Linked DNA regions of Drosophila melanogaster: all the other regions are linked to region 1. A link is a contact called in public Hi-C data. All regions are on one chromosome and are shown on one strand. Each heading gives the region's core, a stretch centred on a gene start, on an enhancer-like site or on the middle of the called end of the contact. The rest is flanking DNA. Distances are from core to core; before and after follow the strand shown.

Evidence for each region. Hi-C and Micro-C count contacts between places; a contact is called where the count stands out from the background.
Region 2: a contact with region 1 is called in a Hi-C map of the Kc167 cell line, with 1.9 times the contacts expected there. The contact joins the promoter of CG13004 here to the promoter of Ubr1 in region 1. A contact is called at or near these places in 6 of 107 Hi-C or Micro-C datasets (the D17-c3 cell line, the Kc167 cell line, the S2 cell line and 1 more).
Region 3: a contact with region 1 is called in a Hi-C map of the Kc167 cell line, with 1.9 times the contacts expected there. The contact joins the promoter of baz here to the promoter of Ubr1 in region 1. A contact is called at or near these places in 5 of 107 Hi-C or Micro-C datasets (the D17-c3 cell line, the Kc167 cell line, the OSC cell line and 2 more).

The regions. Positions count from the first base shown.
Region 1 is chrX:16,966,408-16,970,014 of dm6, reverse strand. Ubr1 (Ubr1 ubiquitin ligase) reads left to right here and starts at 1,336. Exons shown (of 11, transcript NM_001298427.1): 1 at 1,336-1,505; 2 at 2,154-2,520. The coding sequence starts at 2,343. It overlaps CG45002, which reads left to right. Exons shown (of 10, transcript NM_001298429.1): 10 at 1-946.
Region 2 is chrX:16,833,811-16,837,748 of dm6, reverse strand. CG13004 reads left to right here and starts at 2,229. Exons shown (of 4, transcript NM_001258792.2): 1 at 2,229-3,137. It overlaps CG46306, which reads left to right and starts at 2,229. Exons shown (of 3, transcript NM_001347784.1): 1 at 2,229-3,137. The coding sequence starts at 2,658. The coding sequence ends at 2,750.
Region 3 is chrX:17,157,499-17,161,376 of dm6, reverse strand. baz (bazooka) reads right to left here and starts at 1,371. Exons shown (of 8, transcript NM_001347807.1): 1 at 186-1,371. The coding sequence starts at 305. xmas (xmas,) reads left to right here and starts at 2,071. Exons shown (of 5, transcript NM_001370033.1): 1 at 2,071-2,206; 2 at 2,271-3,804; 3 at 3,865-3,878. The coding sequence starts at 2,163.

The DNA of each region.
Region 1 (3,607 bases), core at 87-2,586:
AGCCATTAACTACGTGGAACCAAATAATGTAAACGCAAAGCTAACAACAAATACAAACTGCAACATACAACTCATTTCCCTAAAGTACAAAGGAAACGATGGAAAACCCACATATTCCGGCATGCTCCGGTAATCAAATTCGTACAAATTTAACTATTTTGAAAAATCTGTGCTCCGGTTTTCGAAATCGTAAGAAAGTTTTCGATTTGTAAAACGGACACTTTTGTCTATCCGAAATGAAAAGTAAATGCCTTTTTTTTTTAGCAAATCAGATCTTATTTTCAAAAGGGCAAATAATAGTTTACTCAGTGGTCTATTGATGTTTATTTCACATCACCACAAGATCATTTTGCCACTTAGTTATTTTATAAAAATTTTATTTCTGACCACACCTCAACATTGGTCAAACAGAATTTTGCCTTCGGCAACAAAAAGTTTCGATTTGGCAAGGAGTTATAGGTACATCGACAAGTGTTTTTGGGAAGAATTCCATATTGTTGGTGAAACGAAACAGGCAGATACAATATCAAAGAATTCAATAACTTATCTAGAGGATGGCCAAAAGTGTTGTTTGTAAATAATGCTATTTACAAAACCGGAGCACCTAATAACGAAATCGAAAGATTTTTCCCAAATCGAAATCGAAACAAAATTACGACTACCGGAGCATGCCTGATTATTTAGTTGAGCACAGAAACCACACCATCTAACACAAAAAAGACCAAAACTGGACAGTATTGAACGAAGTGATTTGGTTTCAAAACAACATCTCAGCATAAAGTATTCAAAGCCGAAATCGAACCGAATCCAAATAGATATAGCGAAAAAACGAACAAAACTATGTATTTCCAACAAACAGACACAAGTATACCAACAAAGCGATCCAAAGCAACTAAAAAACCAAAAAAGCGAAACAATAAAGACATTTTTGTGTGTATGTAAGATTAAATAGAAAAATCTGGTTTTGATATTTTGTTGTTTTTTGCATTCGGGGCTTTTAAATTAATCTGGGTCTTTAATTGATTGTATCCCTTTTAGATATATTTGGTTTTTTTCACTACAACATTTACCTAAAATGTACTATTGCTTATTGCAATTAGTGTCTAAACGTAAATACAGCGTGTACATTAGGCAAACAATTTGAAATCATCTTTAGTTTTATTTTGACAAATGGAAAACAATTTCAATTACCATATACATAACTGAATGGCGGAAAATGGATTTCTTATCGATAGCGATTGATGAGCAACTTCGTAGTGTGCACTCACTATTACCGCTCGCATGCTATCGATGTTAGCACGACCAGATATCGACGTACCGTATTGCCCGATAGACGCAGACATAAAACGCCTGCTTATATCGATGACAGTCTTGTTTTTTTGCGTTTAGGTTACGAAATTGGCAGACGAATCTTCGTTGTGCCAGTTGAAATAAGTAGATTTAACTAACAACACAGGTCTAAATTGCTCGTGAATACACCACGAGCCAAACAAAAAAAGAAATAGGTACGTGCAAAAGTTTGGGAAAATAAGAAAACGAAAGCGAAACGCAGTAGAGTGAATTTAAGTTGGTGTGCGTGTTCGTGTGTGTGATTGTCAGAAAGTGAAAAATAAAGAAAAAGAGAAGCTATTTTTTTAAGGTGCTAAGCGCACGTAAAGGCAACCAAAAGGAAAATTGTAGATAATAAACGATTATTATAAAAATATAATAAAACCAAAAATAGTGCCCGTGGCCGTGCATGTGTGTGCGTGTGTTTGAAGTTACTGTTTCTCGCGTTTTGCCATGCGCTCCGTCTCTCTTTTTTTTTTGCTTTTGCTTGCTGTCAAAAATGAAATAAAAAAAATCACAACTGGCTGATACAAAGGAAAAAGTGCAAAGCAACAGCTGCACACTAAGTGTTTCCTCGCCATTCGTACACAAATTTTTCCTCGATTGAATTGTCAGCTTTTGTAAATTTCGACACTGTTGTAAAAATATAATTTCTTTATTAACAAGTAAGTGTCTGTGCTCCAAAACAAGAATCGAAAATTCTTCTACGACATGAGAGCGAGAGCGCAATCGAACATTTTTGTTGTCCCGCATCCTAACCTAATCCCGTTTTTTTTGCTTTTCGCAAAAAACACATGTGACAACCAATGCAACAACAACATCAGCAACAACAACTACTGTCGCAGGAATAGCAAGGACACACGGACGATAGAGAAAGGAAGAAAGATAGAGAGCGAGACGTCCCCATCGCACACACGAACATACACAGCCCCGCTGCAATTATTTTGTTTTTCTCATCCTCACCAGGAAAGAGAAAAAGAGAGGAGACAGTGCGAGTGCAAGCGAGAGCAACGATGGATCGCTACGACATGGAGGACGTCGTTGTGGCGCCCCCTGCCGAGTGCAGTTCGCCGCTCAAGGAGTGGCGCCTCAAGCGCCAGGCGGGCACACTAGACCGCTCCGATATCATCGAGTTCTTAAAGCGCGAGTCTCCCAAGTATTTTGATTACCAGACTAGCGCTACAGTTAAAGGTGAGTCGAGATGCACAGTCATCGCATAGTCATAGTCACAATCCTTGATCGTAGGAATCTGCGGGAAGGGCTAAAAGATCTAATAACTAGTTTTATTGCGCTCGGGAAACAGCTAGTTTCTGGTATGACCCCATACATCAGAACTCAAAATTACGCAGGCAGACCCTGTATAGAGATATTAATGATACATATATAGGCATTGATCAATCCAATAGAAAAGAGTGCAATCGGATTGTTTTCAATTCCAAGAAAGGTTAATTTCAAAAAAAAAGTTTTCAAATAGGATACACCACTTTTTCGATTAAAAATAATGGTAAACAAATAATGGTAACTACCACAATGCCAAATCGATGGGGCGTCAAAAGTTGGCCGAATCCCATTAAAAACTCTCGCTCTTGAATTATCATTATTCGCCGTGTGTTTTAGTACTATTTTTGTTCTGCTTTCGTCTTTTGTTTATTGCCATTGAGCAATTGCACGCTTTTGTTGACTTTGTTGCTGTTCTCACGTTTCGTCTATTTCACATTTCCGCGAATTTGTTTTTCCTCGGCGCCGTGCCTTGCTGCGCCAAGTTTTCCTTTCAATTGGCCAGCCAAGTTTCAAGTTTGCCAGCTCGAAAATCGCCACCTTCTCGGTTTTCTACCTGTCTCGCCTTTTATGCACTCTCATCGTACACTGTGAGAAATCTTCTGATTGAATTAACACAAAAATTAATTCAGGCTCTTTTTCAAATGGGCAATCGAATGTTTCAATTCCTATCAGAGAAGATAGAAGATCTCTAAATACTAGCATAAGCAAATATTTTCATATTCAAGTTCAAAATGAATGACATTTTTTGTGGCAATTTTAAATTACCTGCACTCATTTTGGCCCAGTGTTTGCAAGTTGATCCAACAATGGCTCAAGCCCGGCCTGGCAACAAATGAATTAAGTAAACAAACTCGTTTTGCACCTAATTCCACCAGAAGTGAACATTATCCGAAGCTGGAGGGGCAAATGTGCGACTATTGAAACAAACAAATTGGGAGAATCTAGATTCCTAGGAAAGCACTTGAAGCCTCTCAAATTTGTCGACGACTTTCTGTTA
Region 2 (3,938 bases), core at 980-3,479, 130 kb after region 1:
TCCCATAAGCCATAAAGCTTTGCTGCCCCGCTATCAATTTGTCTCCCGGAATATGAGTATGAGTCTCAAACTGGAACCGAATGTGGCCAAGTTTTATCCGGGGGATGCGACTTATCTAATTTTCTTTGGCAGGGCTTTTGGCCAAGATACAGATACTTGCGAATGGCAGTGAAGTTGAGATGCAGGAAAAGATACGCAGATACAGATACAGCAGCATGCGACGTGACCGGCATTTTGTACAAGTTTTTCCCAAAGGCGATGCTACGGGCAAATGTGGTGGGAGCGAGAGGGGATTTCTTTTTTTTTTAGAGAGCAGCCCGATCACGTTTTCGCTATAAAACCTTAAATGGGACTTTGCCTCTCTAAGTCCCGTTCTCTCTGGAAATCCATATATCTGCGTACCTAAAAAAAAAAAAGAGTGATCATCTCGAGTCATTGCACTGGTTTTCATCTGTTCATTGAACTATCCTATGGGCATACATACATATATGATATAATCTAATCGGTGTAACGGTACCCGGTGCTTCGTATCCAGGCTAATCGTGTCTATTCGACGCCTCATTCGGGGCATTGATAATCCATTGACCCACATTTATTTTAAATTAAATACTCGTACAATACAATACAACAGAAAACAATATTTGGATGACGCAATCGGGTTTTATTGTTCAATTTTTACGGATCAAAAAATTAGTCCGATAAGGCAAAAGGTAATGTACAGTCAAGCCTACTTTAGGACGTACCTTCTTGTTTTAGCTCAATATTGCAAATCAAACCGTAAAGATTTAATTCCTGCTATATCTTTTTTTTATAAACGAACTATTTTTAAATGAAACTACTGCTTAACGCATGAAGCAAACGCAGAATGATACGCAAAATGATTCCTTTATCTTATAGTTTTTATGGCATAATCTTTTTTATCTGCTGTACTCGTATAAAAAAAAATATTTTCATTTACCACTTTATAACTTCTAATGCAGTGGCTTCTGCTGCTTCGCAAAATCTGTAATCTCTTCTCACATCTTAGTGAATTCCCGAAACTCCCCGCTGAGATCCTAAATCCAATGGCTCACGACCAAGGTAAGCCCCATAAACATTTCTGAGAGCCAACTATCCGAAAAGACACAAATAAATACCAGTAAGTGAAGATTTCACCACTTGCCAGGCCAAGAATGTGCGAATAAAGATAAAGGAGCAGGAAGATAAGCGTGCAGAAGTCGCAAGACCGAAGAAAGAGCAGAAGACTCCAGACAGAAGGTGGAAAGACAGGCGGCAGAAGAGGTGTCTACTCTTATCAGTGCTTTTGTGTGTGCGTGTGCAGATCGTAAAGCTGCGACAACAACAACAAGCGTTGGCCCATCGCCGCCTCAATGTGTCACATTGGCAATCAGATAACGGCATCTCTTATCACCAGGCACTCGAGCGCAGAATCGAGAATGAGCGAACGAGCAGCAGCAGTAGAGAGAGCGGCGGAGCGAAGAATTGCGAAGACAGTCTTCAACTGGCACTCGCGTCACGATTCATACAGCTCACATTGTAGCTGCGAGAGGATGAGAGAACCAAACTAGTTCTACGAATGTTCCTAGAGATGCTAACGCGATCACTGTGATTTTGAACAGAAAAGTTTTATGATCAATAAATAATTCTTTTTTTTGTGTCTAAAATAAACAATAAAGACTTAAAAAATATTTTAATTTAATTCATTTAGGTTATGTTTTAAAAAATAACTTTCTGTTTTTGGGCAGTTTTTAAACTTTTTCTTAGCATATTCGTGAAGTTAAGCAGTTTGATAATTTTTGCAGCGCTGCTAGCTTTTCTTCCGTCAAGGTCTTGTAAAAGTATTTAAAGAAAGAAGTCGATAAAGTGTGGCAATCTTCAGCAATACATGCAAGCTTATAATTAAATTTAAAAAAAATCCAATCTATAGTATAGTAAAATAAAGTTTTTTAAGGATTCTCCACTTAAATACAATTGCAAAGTCACATAAAGTTCAGTTTATAAGAAATATTCATATAAAAATTGTATCATAATTTGATCTTTTAAATTATATTTGCAGTTACATTGACTACATATATTTTTTCCCGAGCAGTTGCAACATCTCTGGTGCGAAGATTGGAGAGCGGAGAGTGGAGAGCATCTTCGCGAGCCGCAACAAAAGCAATAACAAACGCCGCCGCCTCAGTCGACGTCGGCAGCGGAAAGCGAGGCGCTGGCAGCGATGTTTGCAATCTGCCAGTCGCTTCTCAGCATTCTTCGCCTCTGGTTCGAAATTCTCAGGCCGTTCAGAAAAGAAAAGCATAAAGACCCTACCGAATAAAGACCGTCGAACAGAGGAAGCGGGGGGCCATCGAACAGAAGACGGAAAAACAGAAAATAACAAACATCCATTTCTATATACCCAACATCGACATCGAGATTCCACGTCGAGATCGAGATCGAAGATGTGTATATGAACGCAGTTCCTGCTCGTAGACCGGTCGTCCGTAGTAGTAGCATCGTTGTGTTCCACAATTCCAAAGTTCAGTGAGTGGGCAAAAAAGGAATCCGAGGGTGGTGGTGTCTCCGAATCCGAATCCTAATCCGAAACCAAAACAAAACCAAATCCTTTATTACGAATCCTGCGCGAAGGAGAGAGAATCGATCCAAGATTTGTTGTAATGGTGCACAGGCGCTGGATTTTCTGTGAGAGCGGCGAGGATCCAAACTTCAGGAAGGAGCACTACGAGTATACCCAAAGCCAGCACCGATAATTCCAATCCAAGACGAAATTCCCCCCAAAGAAGTCCATTCAACTTGCTGCAATTATTTGTGCCAACGATCTCGAGATCTCATTTGCAACCGCAAAATAATCACAACATAACAAAACAAAACAAAAATAAATTTTAAAACAAAAAATCCCCCCACGAAAAACAATTGAAACGCGTGCATAATTGCTAATATAAAACAAAAGAAGGAAAAACAGAATTTCAGTGCTTTTTGTTTGTTTTTTTTTTTTTATTGTTTGGCTTTTTGTGCTCCTCAAATGTGAGGAAGAGAATTCAATCGAAGAATTGCAAAAACGAAACGAGCAAAAGAGTGCGTGAGATAGAGAGCAGAAAGAGAGAGGAAGATCCACGGCGGCCAAAAAGCATTTTCGAGTGAGTACACACAAAGAAATTCCTATATGCTACTAAAGGTTTAGTTAAGCTAGTAATAAAAGGCGATAATATTGTAACAACAATGCTTTAATCTTATAAAAAAGATCGTATATGCACATGAATATAGATTTTTTGATATAAAAGCGTTACCATAAAGTAAAAAAGCTTTTTAGTCAAAGATGATGTTCCCCTAGAATAATCATAATTTCAATCATTATTTAGCATTCTACAAACTACGTTTATATACCATGGAGGTCACAACTTTCCCAAATAGGCTTTTCCAAGTGGGTCGCTTTTCCGAAGTGTAACAAATGCCGACAAACATGTTTACCCCAAGTAACCCCCCGATTTCTAATTCTATAAATAAAATGCACAAAGTGGCAAAAGCCAGTGGAGTGAAAGGGATGGCAGACAGCTGGTGTGCATATTCGCATTGCTCTTCTTTTTCTTCTCTTTGTGGACCATGCAAATTGGCAACAAAAAAAAAAAAATTCTTTTTGAGCTATCCCTTCGCTTGGAAAACAGGTGTTTTCAGTTTCAATGCTTATCAGCAGCTAGAACAAAGCCATTTATTTTGAAATCCCCTTCCTTGGGAAGAAAAAAAAAGTAAACAAAGTGTTTCCACACTTCGAAATGTTTTTGTTTCACCAACGAGTGAGAAGATTCGTCAAGAGCAACAGCGGATAAATAAAATTTATTGATAGCAGGCAACAGAAATTAAATGTTTTCATCATTAGTTTCTATATATAGTATCGTTGTATATAGCCACTTCTTGCGCAGTCCAGCATGTGAAAAAAAAAA
Region 3 (3,878 bases), core at 122-2,621, 190 kb before region 1:
GTAAATGTCCTTTGTATGTATATATAATATATTTTGAGATAACCTTCTTTATAATTAATGTATTTATTATATCAGTTACATAGTACCTCCCGTAACTCCAGAAGTGTTATCCATCAAAATTACTATCGATGGGTAAAGTAATACTTTATAATACTATATCATATATATCAGGTATATCCCCTTACCTTGCCGGCCGCCTTGATGTAGCGTCGCGTGGCCTCCTTGACGAGATCGCGGACGAGGAGTTCGCCGGAACCACAGGGAACCAGAATGCGAACGTCGCCGAAGCAGACGGTGACCTTCATTTCGTACTTTTCGTGTTAACAATAACTATTATCGTCTTCGATCTGCGATAATAAGTATGTATTTTTGACTGCTGCAATGCACTTTTTATTTTGCACACACATATATGCACTTGATTAAATTGGGCGATCGTTTCTTTAACTTATTTTTTTCTCGAATTTTTCGGATTTTTTCCTATTACTATTTTGTATGCAGCTACTTTTTTTTAACGCTATGCTCGTCTGCCTGCAGCAGCTTTTTGTTGTTCTTGTTGCTGTTGTTGTTACGACCGCATCATCATCATCGTCGTCGCTTTCCAGCTATCGCCATCCTTGTTGCTCCTTTCGCGTGCACAGTGCGCTTGTTGTTGCTGTATTGTTGGTTGTTAGGCAGCTGCAACAAAAGTTGGTCTAGGGCGGCATGGGTGCGAGCGAGATGGCTGCGTGCCTGGAAAAAGGATCGGGATCGCTTTCCAGTATGTACTTGTAGTCGCTCTCGCGCGCTCTCCCTCTCTGTCGCTCTCTGGAAACTGGAACTCTCTTTTGCTATTTACTTAGCATATTTCACCGTAAGGCATCGTTGTTATTGTTTGTTTTGTTGTGTTTGTGTGATTCATACACGCGCGCATTAAAAAAAACGAGTTACAACAACGGCAACCATAATAACAAGAACAACAAACAGCGGGCCAAGATCATTTATTTACTTCTTTTTTTAACGTTCTTCGCTCTCGCTCGCAAACTTGGCATTTGTTTTGGTCAAATTATTATATATTATGCGCTGTAGATTGCATGGTTTTAAATTTACGGTTCGATCATCGTTTTTATATCTTTTCTGTTACTCTCTTTTAACGTTGCTTTTGTCGTGTTTTTCGTTTTCGGTTATCTCCTTTTTCGCCCGTTGGCGTCGCTTCTTTCTTGTTGTTTATCACTTTCAACTATTCATATTTCGATTGCAAGTGGAATAGTATCGTTGACCGCCACTCTTATTAACGAACTATTTGAACTCAAAAAAATGCAAAAAAAATCCACGAGCAGCGCGTTGATTACTGCGCTTCGAGTTCGAATTCGCCCTGGCGAGCAACAACAAATGACCAAAATTCTGGGGATGGCAGGCTCATCGATACTATCGGAACAGCAGCTTGGCTTCTTCGCGGTATTTGGTTATACTTTACTGGGCGGTCACACTACTGCTCGTTATCTCCCGCTTATTTTAAAATCAGGGATTGGGCTAAATGCCATCTAATTCTGCAATAAGTTTTATTGAATTTGCATTGCTTTATATAAGTCAGCCTATTAAATAGAGATATTGATTAAGAGGTAATTAATCGTCTTAAAATATTAAAGTGTAAAGATGAAAATATTTCTTATGTAAGCTATGTATAAATATAAAATACTAGGAACAACCAATTTCGATAGGATTAATTGTATAGTCCTAAGAACGACAGATAGTGTTATCAAGATCGAGGAGTTTGAATCGAGAGCTTAAAAGAGAATAAAAAGAACTTAAAAAGATTGCTACACCTATATATATATTCATATATATATAAGATAATATAAGAAGATGTTCGATTTCATTCAACAGTTTAAGGAACGCCCCAAGCATTTCCTAATTTCCTAAGAATATATGTTTACCAACTCCTGTTAACATTTTATTTATTAGGCAAATACATTCATCTCGAATGTAAAACATTAAAATTTTCAATTAAACCTGAACGATATTGTGTGGGTGGGATAGCCATTGCGGTATTTTTTTCGCGCCATTTTCAGATTTGCGTTATCGATTACCGGCAATCGCTTGACGGCAATATTGTAACAACAAAGCACACATTCGCTCTCATTCAGCTAAAAAAGAAACTAAAAACCTTAAACTATATTCGATCGATGGCAGAACCCCGTCCCGGCGGCTACAACTACAAGACATTATTGTGAGTAAAAGTTCGTTCATCAAAGGCAGAGCGATGTCAACTATAGTTCCATACGAATCCCCAGATGCAGAAACATTCCGGAGCTATTTTTGGACAAATATGTGGCGCGTTCGCACTTTGGACGTTTTGGAACCCTCGTAAACTTCGTCCTGCGTCCGCGGCGAATGACCTGCACCGTAAGCTATGCCAGCGAGGACGAGGCGGCGCGGGCGCTTCTCGATGGCGCCAGCTTTCAGGGTCACCTGTTTGATATATCCTATGCTGATAACGAGACGGCGCCGGCACAGAAAACGGAGGAGTGGGTGGATCCTGACATTCAGGCGGAGTTGAGTGCACTGCAGTCGGGCTGGCGCAATGAGTATGGGTCGGGCAAGCCGATAAAAAAACCACAAAATGGCAGCAGTGGTAGCGGTGGCAGTTCAATGCTGCCTGCCATACCAGTTGGGCCCGCAACGGCGCCGGTGAGCAGAGATCGTACGCCTGCCCAGCTCAGGGATCTTGAGAACATGATGCGCAGACCCGCCCATACAAGCGAGGAGAAGTTCAGCGTGCTGGATGCCCGCGATAAGCTGCTCCGGTTGAACCGAACGCAACACAAGCTGTCCGGTGCCACCCAGGGTCACTGCGCCGATATGTGTCCGGAAAAGGAGCGCGTGCTGAGAGAATTCCAGCGCCAGGTAGCCTACTATGAACTACAACCGGGCTCCGATGAGCTAATCTGTCACGAAAGAGCCCTGAAGCAGTACTCGCGCAGCAGTGCCGACCAGGAGACGCCACTGCCGCATGAACTGCGCAATGAGACTGCCCTGCACATGACCATGAGCTATCTAATGCATGAGATCATGGACATTAGCGAGCGCCAGGATCCGCAAAGCCATATGGGCGATTGGTTCCACTTCGTTTGGGATCGCACGAGGTCCATCCGAAAGGAGATCACCCAGCAGGAGCTATGCTCTCTGGGCGCTGTGAAGCTGGTGGAGCAGTGCGCCCGGTTTCACATTCATTGCGCCGCCCGTCTGGTTGACGCCGATCCCAGCGTCTTTGACAGCAAGATCAACGCCGAGAATCTAACCAAATGCCTGCAGACTCTGAAGTACATGTACCATGACCTGCGGATTAAGGGCGTTCCATGTCCCAAAGAGGCGGAATTCCGGGGCTACATTGTGTTGCTCAATCTGGCCGATGCCAACTTTCTCTGGGACATCGGTCAGCTGCCCGCGGAACTGCAGAGTTGTCCCGAAGTGCGTCAAGCCATTCAGTTCTACTTGGCCCTGCAGGACACGAATTTTGTGCGGTTCTTTCAGCTGCTGGCTGACAAGGATACCAGCTACCTGAGTGCCTGCATCCTAGTCAATTACTTTACGCGACTGCGCGTGCTGGGGTTGCATCGTCTGATCCAGGCGTATAGGTCTCCGCGGAAGGATGAGGTGTCTTCGCTGCCTCTCAGCTACATCGCCGAGCTGCTGAGCTTTGCCAGCGAACAGGAGGCGGCGGATTTTGTCCAACACTATGGCCTGCAGATCAACGAGGCGGGCAGAGTTGTGCTAAGCAGAATGCACACGGTGGAGACGGAGTACAAGCTGCCGCGACAGTATGAGGTAAGTAAATGGTTTTCTTTTTTTTGTTTTATTAATTTGATTTTTATTATCCACTTCCAGTTGGTGGAAGTGAA